Regions from separate parts of the Triticum aestivum genome. Here all the other regions are linked to region 3. Evidence: chromatin contacts called from public Hi-C data. All regions are on one chromosome and are shown on one strand. Each heading gives the region's core, a stretch centred on a gene start, on an enhancer-like site or on the middle of the called end of the contact. The rest is flanking DNA. Distances are from core to core; before and after follow the strand shown. Region 1 holds the start of LOC123053560 (anthranilate synthase beta subunit 1, chloroplastic). Region 2 holds the start of LOC123053558 (protein FLOURY 1). Region 3 holds the start of LOC123053556.

Region 1 (2,700 bases), core at 26-2,525, 740 kb after region 3:
TAGATTTCAGAGGATCCAACTTTGTACTTCTAATTAAAAAACATTCTTGCGACTTTGGTTGCCAAATGTTATCCTCTGTTGTTAGGATTTATTAGAACAACTGGGCATTAACAGCATGTTTAGCAGATTCGTGTTAATTCTCAAATGTAGAAAAATGCTTAGCAGATTCATGTTGCTTCTCAAATGTAGAAATACATTTGTGTAACACTTCTAAAAGAACATTGTGATAAAACATCACATAAGGTTAAAATAGCAAGATAAATTCTTGTACCAGACCATATATAATTCTGAATCCCTAAAACAACATTCCATGCTACGAAAAGTATACTTGAGGGCAGTGGAAACTTGTTCTGCCTTTTTAAATGGAAAAACTACTTTTGACTGGAAAATATGGCCTGACTCAACCGAGAATGCGACTTCCGCTCGAACCAGTTTGCACGGCAAAAAAGGAAAAACATGGGAGGAAAAACTCTATGAACATTGAAACGTCCGGATCAACCCACCAAGTGACTCATCTATGCCGGCAAAGATATGGCATACACAGACCGACCAGAAGCAGCCGGAATGCAAATAGGCCAGGAGCATGTGAAACCATGTATACCTGGCACAGGTTGTAGGTAAAGCTATCATAGTTGTCGATGACGATGATGGGCTGCTTCACCGCGGCCGGGGTTCCGTCACGGTCGGCCACCGGCGCCGCGGCGGCCGTCTCGGCGGCGACAACCACCGGCGTGACCGCCCTCCTGCCCCTGAGGGCCAACCCACCGCTCTCAGGATCTGCGAGGGCAAAGGCCAATCGATCTGAGATTCGGCAGATCCGGCAGAAAACAACAGAGGCATGTATAGAACCAGGGGCATGAGCGGTTCGTACGGAGGGTGGCCGGAAGGCGCGCGAAGCCGGCGACGGGGGACGTCGCCCGAGCGCGCAACGTAGTGCAGGCGGCCGCCGGTGAAGAGGCGGCGGCGAGGTGGGAGCAGGCCATGCCGGCGAGGAGGGTTCCGAGGCGCGCGGCTTGCTGGGTTTTTGTCCGTGGCGGGGTAGGGGTCAGGAACGCGGAACGGAACGGGAGAAAGCGAGCTGCGCGCTTGCAGCTATATATACAGTAGAAGGGAGGGATTTCGGATTGGATTAGGACGACATCCATTTTCTTCAGCGCGCGCAGTAAGAAATGGAAAGAGATTCAGTCGTGCTTAGTTATGCACGTAAAACTCTACGGGCCCTACTAACGCCGTGCGTCCGCCGGCCGGCGACGTGGTCAGAATCTCACTCGTGCCCGGCGCCTGCCATGGCACGAGGAAGGCGTTGCTTCTGCCGTTTCCGTGTGTAATAAAAAGCACTGAACGCACGCACAGCACATGGTCTCGCACTAGGAAACGTCGCTGCCGATCCCCGGGGGCCTCAACCGGGGTGGAGGACGCCGGTCCTGCTCCGCCGCGGGGGCGAAGCGGGTGGGTGGGTAGGTGGGGAGGCGGCTGGTGATGTGGTCCAATGTTGGAATTCAGAATTTTCAGAACGGATCGGTCAGATCTTGGCCTCAGTTGTTCCTTACATTTCATCCATCTCTAGTGGGGCTCACATGTATACAGGAACCAGAACGAACATCAGATGCTAGGCGAAAGCATGGCCGGAAGGCATTGTTACTCGTGTGGCAAATTTTAGCCTAGGAGAAAACTACACGTGATCCAAATGCAGCACTGTGCGACCTACCTGTGTCTATTATCGCCGGAGCTACGGTCAGTGAGGCATCTCTCCCTCCTCTACTGATTGTCTCGAAATAAACAGTAAATCGCCGATCTACATGTGGGGATTCTCTCCACCTCCCCCCGCTCAACGATTTCCTAAATAAAATACTCACTAGCGGGGAATCTCTCGAATTCGTGACAAATAATAATAAATCGAAAGTCTCCGTCGCATCAGTATAGTTACTGGTACTACCAAATTATTATTATTTTAGTAAACATAGACAAAGGGCATTTTACATCTAACGTTTATCAAGAAAATCAGCGAGCAACATAAACCAAGGACGACAACAGAAGACAACGTGTAAAATGTACAACTACATCAAAAACTATATTAGCAGGTTTTCCTTCACTTTTACGTTGCTCGTCGAAGCTTGAAATGTACACTGAGCGTGCAGTGACCAAAAAGGAAACCTGTAAACGTACTCACCGTGCAAGCTTTTGAAGACCGTAATAACAACTCACTAACAATGATATCAAATATCCCGTAAAAAAAATAATGATATCAAGTAGCACATCAACTAAGACAGCACCCCATGCAGCGTAGGTTTGCTATCCTTCATCACCAATTCAAAGGGCTATAGAAATCGAATCTTGCTCCCGAACACTTTTTTTTAAGAGGCCAAAGTAACCGCGTCAATAACCAACCAACTGATTTTTTTTTATACACACACCAACAGTCAAAATTTAAATAGAACCAACATGTCTACCAACACCTACTTCGAAACAAGTTTTCGCACCGCTCTATATTAATAAATCTGCACATCCAACGATACAATGTTTTGAAAAAATTCAGAAGCTAATCAAACGAAAACATGACAAAACTAGCAGAGAGCACCAAAAGCACACTAGGACGCACTAATAAGGGTGTGTTTGATAGGGTGTATGAAGGGTGCATGAGCCCAAGAGTTCCCTTCTCGGCCCACTTTTGGATGTTTGGTAGAGTGTATGAAGGGTGTA
Region 2 (2,700 bases), core at 60-2,559, 620 kb after region 3:
AGCTGGTGCCCGCCTGCCTTGGTCGTCACGGCCCACGTCATCGCAGCCTCATGAGGCTGGGCACTTGCATAGGAATCTCCGCTCCTCGGGAGGCAGCCTGGGAGGCCGCTCCCTCTAGAGGTCTTGGCGTCATCCGCCTCGTGAGACCAGGGGGCCCTCGCGAGGGTCTTGTCTTGGTAGTCTTGCGGATGGGCCGTACCAGGCCGTCGAGGGAGCCACGCCGTGGGCCACAGGCAGGCAAGTCTGGGTACCATGGTTCCCAGAACGCCAACAGCTTCTTCTCGGTCGTCGAAAACAATTCTACTTCCTTTCACCGACATGTGGGACATCCGATATATGGGTCCACGTGTCATGCATCAAATTAGAGTGCAGGAACTTCAGGGGAGAGTCATCCCGCTCGTAGCACCATGGTAATAATGAATAATGAGTCGTCAAATCACAAAGCCTCATCTTTCTCGCAGTAAGTTGGACATACGAAGCAACCATTATTTCAGTATTTATTGAATCCGTCTTTTACTAAAAAATAAAGAAAATGGCCACTTGCGAAGATTTGATGCTAACAGCAAACCATATACCATATGAACCTTTCAAATACATGGATGATTCTGAAAAACAATACTCCCTCCATCCCATAATATAAGAGCGTAGTTGACACATTCACTGGTGGAGCCAAGAATTTCCTCCTTTGTATTCATTGGTATTCATTTGTGCAATGCAATAGCAACATGTCAACAAACTTGCAATAGTATATCAACCGATCAACAATTTTTTATTTGATATTTTATGGAATGCCTTCGCGTCGCCACCGGGCACAGTAGCTATGAGTCCCAGCTATTTGGGCCATTCGATGGCCTCCATCAACGGGCTATATTGATTCTTGATTTTGAGATTCACAAATTTAAACTACTACTCCTTCCATCTTATAATGTAAAGACATTTTTTAACACTAGTGTAATGTCAAAAAACGTCTTATATCATAGGACAAGTGAGTAGTATATATATAGATATAATCATATAAAGATCCCCAAAATTGCACGATTTTGTTTCATAAATAGCCAAATACTCCCATCCGCAGATCCGCTCGTTCAAAACACACTCCCGATCTCGAACTCGTCTAAAACACTCCCGGACCTAGTACTCCCAAACCACGTCACAGTCCCTAAAAAAACACGTCACGGACGCGTGGGACCCGTGTATTTGGTAGCCCACCTGTCATCGAATGGTCAGCGTCTTGAGTAAAGAACCCTCAAAGTGGTACCGACTACCCATGTCCCTTCATTTTCGGCGGCCCCCACGCGTCCCGCAACCCACGAACCGACAATGTGGACCCACACAAATCATGAGACCCACAGGGCAGCGATACCGCCCACGACTTATCCGAAGAAATCTCCCTTCCTCGACTGAACCAGAACCCTACTGCCGCGGCGCTTCCCCGGCTGCCCAGCTCCTGGCCATCCCCCAGACTCTTCATCATCTCCCCTAAATCCCCACGCCGATCGATCTCCAAGATTTGCCCTGGCCCCGAGCGATTCCATCTCCCCAATCAGAATTCTATTCGCCTGAATCGGAGCAGGACTGCCCCCAGTCCCGTCGTCATGGGCGGCTGGAACCGCATCTCCAGTGCCGGTGGTCTGCTGAAGCCGCTCGCCGGCGTCCCTTTCCGCTCCATGCCCGGCGCCGGCGCCGCCTACTTCATCGTCGGCTCCGCGCTCGGGGTCTTCGCGATGCTGCACGCCTCCGAGTCCGAGGTCGGCCGCGAGTGGGCCTCCGCCGCGCACTGGGCCGCCCTGTCCCGCTCCGTGCGCGCGCACCACGTGCTCGTCGTAATGTCCCTGATCTTCCTTGCCGCCAAGGTCTGGCGCCTCGGCAAGCGCTGCGACGAGGTGGAGGGGCTCGTGGGGAGCGCGGGCGCCACGGTGCAAGCGGTGCGCGTCAGAGGCGTTGTCTGCACCGTGTGTGGGAGTGGGACGAAGGCACGGGTTCTCAAGAACGGCAGCTCGGCCCACACCGTGGAGCGCGCCCGCTCTGGCAGCTGCTCCGACAAGCCTGTTTCGCGGTCGCTGGCTTCTGAGCTGGAGCAGGAGGCCGACACGGAGGGCGAGGACATCGCGAGCGAGGTGAACGGCGCGGAAGAGGGCAACGTGGAGCGGCTCAGGCGGCGGCTCGTGCGGGAGAGGAGGCTGAAGGAGGCCGCGCTAGAGGAGCTGGAGAAGGAGAGGCGCGCGGCGGCCTCTGCAGCTGACGAGGCCATGGCCAAGATCGCGTGCCTGCGGAACGAGAAGGCGCTGGTGGAGCGCGAGGCCAAGCAGTTCCGGGAGATGGTGCAGCAGAAGCAGATGTACGACCGGCAGGTGATCGAGTCTCTTCAGTGGATGGTCAATAAGTTTGGCATGCAATCCGGGGAGCCTGAGTTTTCATCCGAGCGAGCCGTGTCAGAGACAAGCGAGGACGACCGAGACAAGCGGCTGTAGATCCTGCTTCCTGGTAGCTTGATGGAGTAGAAACGTTGGCCTGAAGCTGGGGAAGTTCTTGACAGTTCAGGTTCTTCATTTTGTATGGCATTCAGCAGCCATATAGGGCCTCCTAAATTGCCCAAATTTTGATAGCTGGTGCTTCTGTGAGATTACTCAAGCAGACAAAACTCTGCAGAGATATATGTAATATCCACCTGTAAATATACCATCCTTTGCAAGCTCCTAA
Region 3 (2,700 bases), core at 64-2,563:
TCTCGACAGCTATAATTGACAATTCTGTCAACATACATCACAGAGCACACACAGAGAGCAGATTTACAAAACCAACTTGTCAAGTTAGCTCCACAAGATTGCAACCCCCATGTTGCGCAAAGTCAAGAGCTCTGCATCGGCATCCCATTCGGTTCCTACAGCATGCTTAGAGATAGCATACACGTTCTACTCATAACATGGTTCCAACTTGCAACTACTAGTAGTAAACTACATGTGGCAGCAGAGCAGAGTATAACTATCCTCCTCGGATGCCCTCTGAGCTTTCAGTATCTCACAAATCAGTATTGTTTTCAGCAATATGGTGGACCACATCCCATAAATGAACACATCGAACAATCTGATCTGGCAACAACAGCGCTCTGCCTCCCATTTCATCTTCTCCGTCAAACTACGTTCAGCATGACAGCTCACTCGCTCTCAAACGCACAACTATCCAAAGCGCACAGCCATTTTAGCTAGTAAGAACATAATGCTAGGATCAAGCTCTGGCTAGATCTTGCTCCCCGGCCCTTTAAATGCGATTGTTCGTTTTACACATCAATCCTGCTCCATTATGTGGTCGTTTGCAGCAATTAATGCTCTATAAACAAGCTTGGACTCCACGAAAACTGCTGATCTAGTATCTGATTGAAGGACCAGCACGGCTAGAAAGACAAATTCGAAAGGGAAGAAGGAAGCAGGGGGTGGTGGTACTAGTGTACCTTCTTGAGCGCGAGCGCGAGGCGCTTGCTCTCGAGGCGCGGCGTGGAGAGGACGACCTCGCGGGCGATCCAGATCGCGCGCCGCTGCAGCGCCAGCGGCATGTCCGCCGCGCGCACCCGCACCGCCACCTTCCTCCCCTCCCCGCTCGCGGCGTCCCCTTTGACCTTCGCCGCCTCCCTTTCCTTGGTCTCCGGCTTAGCGGCCTTGCCCTCCCCGCCGCTGGGCTCCGCCGCCGGTTTGCGCTCCACCTTGGGCTCCGGCTCCGGCTCCGGTTGGGGCGGGTCGTCGAGCCTGGTGCGGCGGACGAGCGAGCTGAGGTAGCGGCTGCGGCGCTCGAGCTCCTCCTGGGCCGGGTCCATGTTGCTTGAGATGGATGTTCCGGCTAGATAGATGTTGACCGGTCGCGGCGCGGACGGCTGGGTGGTCAGGTCAGCAGCGGCGGTGGCAGGGGGGCATGGCCGCGAGTGGGAGGTGTCTGTCTCGGGGTCGGGACGGGAGGTGGTGGTGGCCGGTTGGGTTGGGGTTTCTTGGGGTTTGCCTTGCCCGGAAGAGAAGGGGTGGTGAGTGAGTGCGATTGTTGCCGCTCCTGGAATTCGTGGGAGCAACTTTTGAGACAAAACCTTTTGTTTTGCTTTGGTTTCCAGGTATAATACTCGGCCTACACTTTGTTCGGTTGTTTGTGTGAATTCATGCTGACTAGGGTTGCGATCTGATCCAGGGTGAGATTAGCCAGTAGCTTATCTAGTCCAGATTTCAGTGAAGAGCAAGATGGAACTAGACTTCCATTGTGTGTGTTTGTGCACGTGGTCCCGATTGTCCGTCGATTTGTGCCCAGGGCGGGCGTTTGACCAACTGTCGGGGTCGGCAACCCCACACTCGCTGGCTGAGCCTGAGCGTTCTCCCAGTCCCACCGGCCACGCAGCGAAGACACCTCTACCAACTCGGAGGTCGAGGGATGGCACGATGGCCGCACTCCCCAGATTCCCTAGCCTGGCCGGCACTACCAAGCTTTGCTCGGATGCAGAGTAGCCAAGCTCAGGAGGTTCTAGCCGCTGAAATTCCGCTTAATCGCATCGAATCAGATTAACCAAATACGAGCTAGACGAATCGTGGCAGGATGAGAATGCAACAGAACTGCAACCCAGCGATATCGAATAGCGCAGAGCAAATGTACAACAACGGCACAACTGCACATACATTAGCGCTCGAATTTAAACCACCAAAGAGGCAGACAACACTACTACACTAGCGCATCAATCACTACCAACCAGAGTATAGTCATGGAGCAAAACATATCCAGAATATCCATAGTAAACTTGAATTCCAATATCAAGTCAAGTTAAACAAACCGACTTCCCAAGGATTTCACAAATCAAAGATGAAGGATTCAAGCTTATACGCAACAGAGGATTAACAAATCAACCTAGGGATAACAAGCTACGCGTCAGCCTATGACAGTATCTATCAAGAACTCCAACAAGAATAAGAAATGGTTTTGTTTTTCTTCCCTAGAATTCTACCTACAATATCAACCAATGTCCACAAACCACCAAAACATGAAAGCAGAATTTACAATACCAACCAAGGTCGACAAACCAACATGAAAGCAAACATGAAGGCAGTTCAATTTCAAAATGTGGAAACCTGTCTATTCATTTTTATTTATTTATACTAGTTTTGTTGCTCGGTCAGTGATCAACAAAAGAAAAGAAAATGAACTAAGAACACTGGCTGCCTTGAAGCATATACACACAGGATTAACAGTCGTGAATACTCATCATTAGCCTAGGGATGATGAGCTCGGCATCAGCCTACAACCGTAGTACCATCACAGTATCAGTGTAATGAAGAACTCCAACAAGAATTAACAGTCATGAAGCAAGCATAGACACTTCACGAAACACTTCCAAGTTTTTTTAGAACAAGCTTCAACATGCATATAAGAGGGGGGCAGATGGCCTACAACATCAATTTAAG

What was found. Hi-C and Micro-C count contacts between places; a contact is called where the count stands out from the background.
Region 1: a contact with region 3 is called in a Hi-C map of leaf, with 6 times the contacts expected there. The contact joins the promoter of LOC123053560 here to the promoter of LOC123053556 in region 3. A contact is called at or near these places in 4 of 5 Hi-C or Micro-C datasets (leaf and an unstated tissue).
Region 2: a contact with region 3 is called in a Hi-C map of leaf, with 8 times the contacts expected there. The contact joins the promoter of LOC123053558 here to the promoter of LOC123053556 in region 3. A contact is called at or near these places in 2 of 5 Hi-C or Micro-C datasets (both in leaf).

The regions. Positions count from the first base shown.
Region 1 is chr2D:422,007,616-422,010,315 of IWGSC CS RefSeq v2.1, forward strand. It overlaps LOC123053560 (anthranilate synthase beta subunit 1, chloroplastic), which reads right to left and starts at 1,276. Exons shown (of 8, transcript XM_044477027.1): 1 at 872-1,276; 2 at 602-777. The coding sequence starts at 1,145.
Region 2 is chr2D:421,893,876-421,896,575 of IWGSC CS RefSeq v2.1, forward strand. LOC123053558 (protein FLOURY 1) reads left to right here and starts at 1,310. Exons shown (of 1, transcript XM_044477025.1): 1 at 1,310-2,700. The coding sequence starts at 1,596. The coding sequence ends at 2,471.
Region 3 is chr2D:421,269,629-421,272,328 of IWGSC CS RefSeq v2.1, forward strand. LOC123053556 reads right to left here and starts at 1,314. Exons shown (of 2, transcript XM_044477023.1): 1 at 723-1,314. The coding sequence starts at 1,082.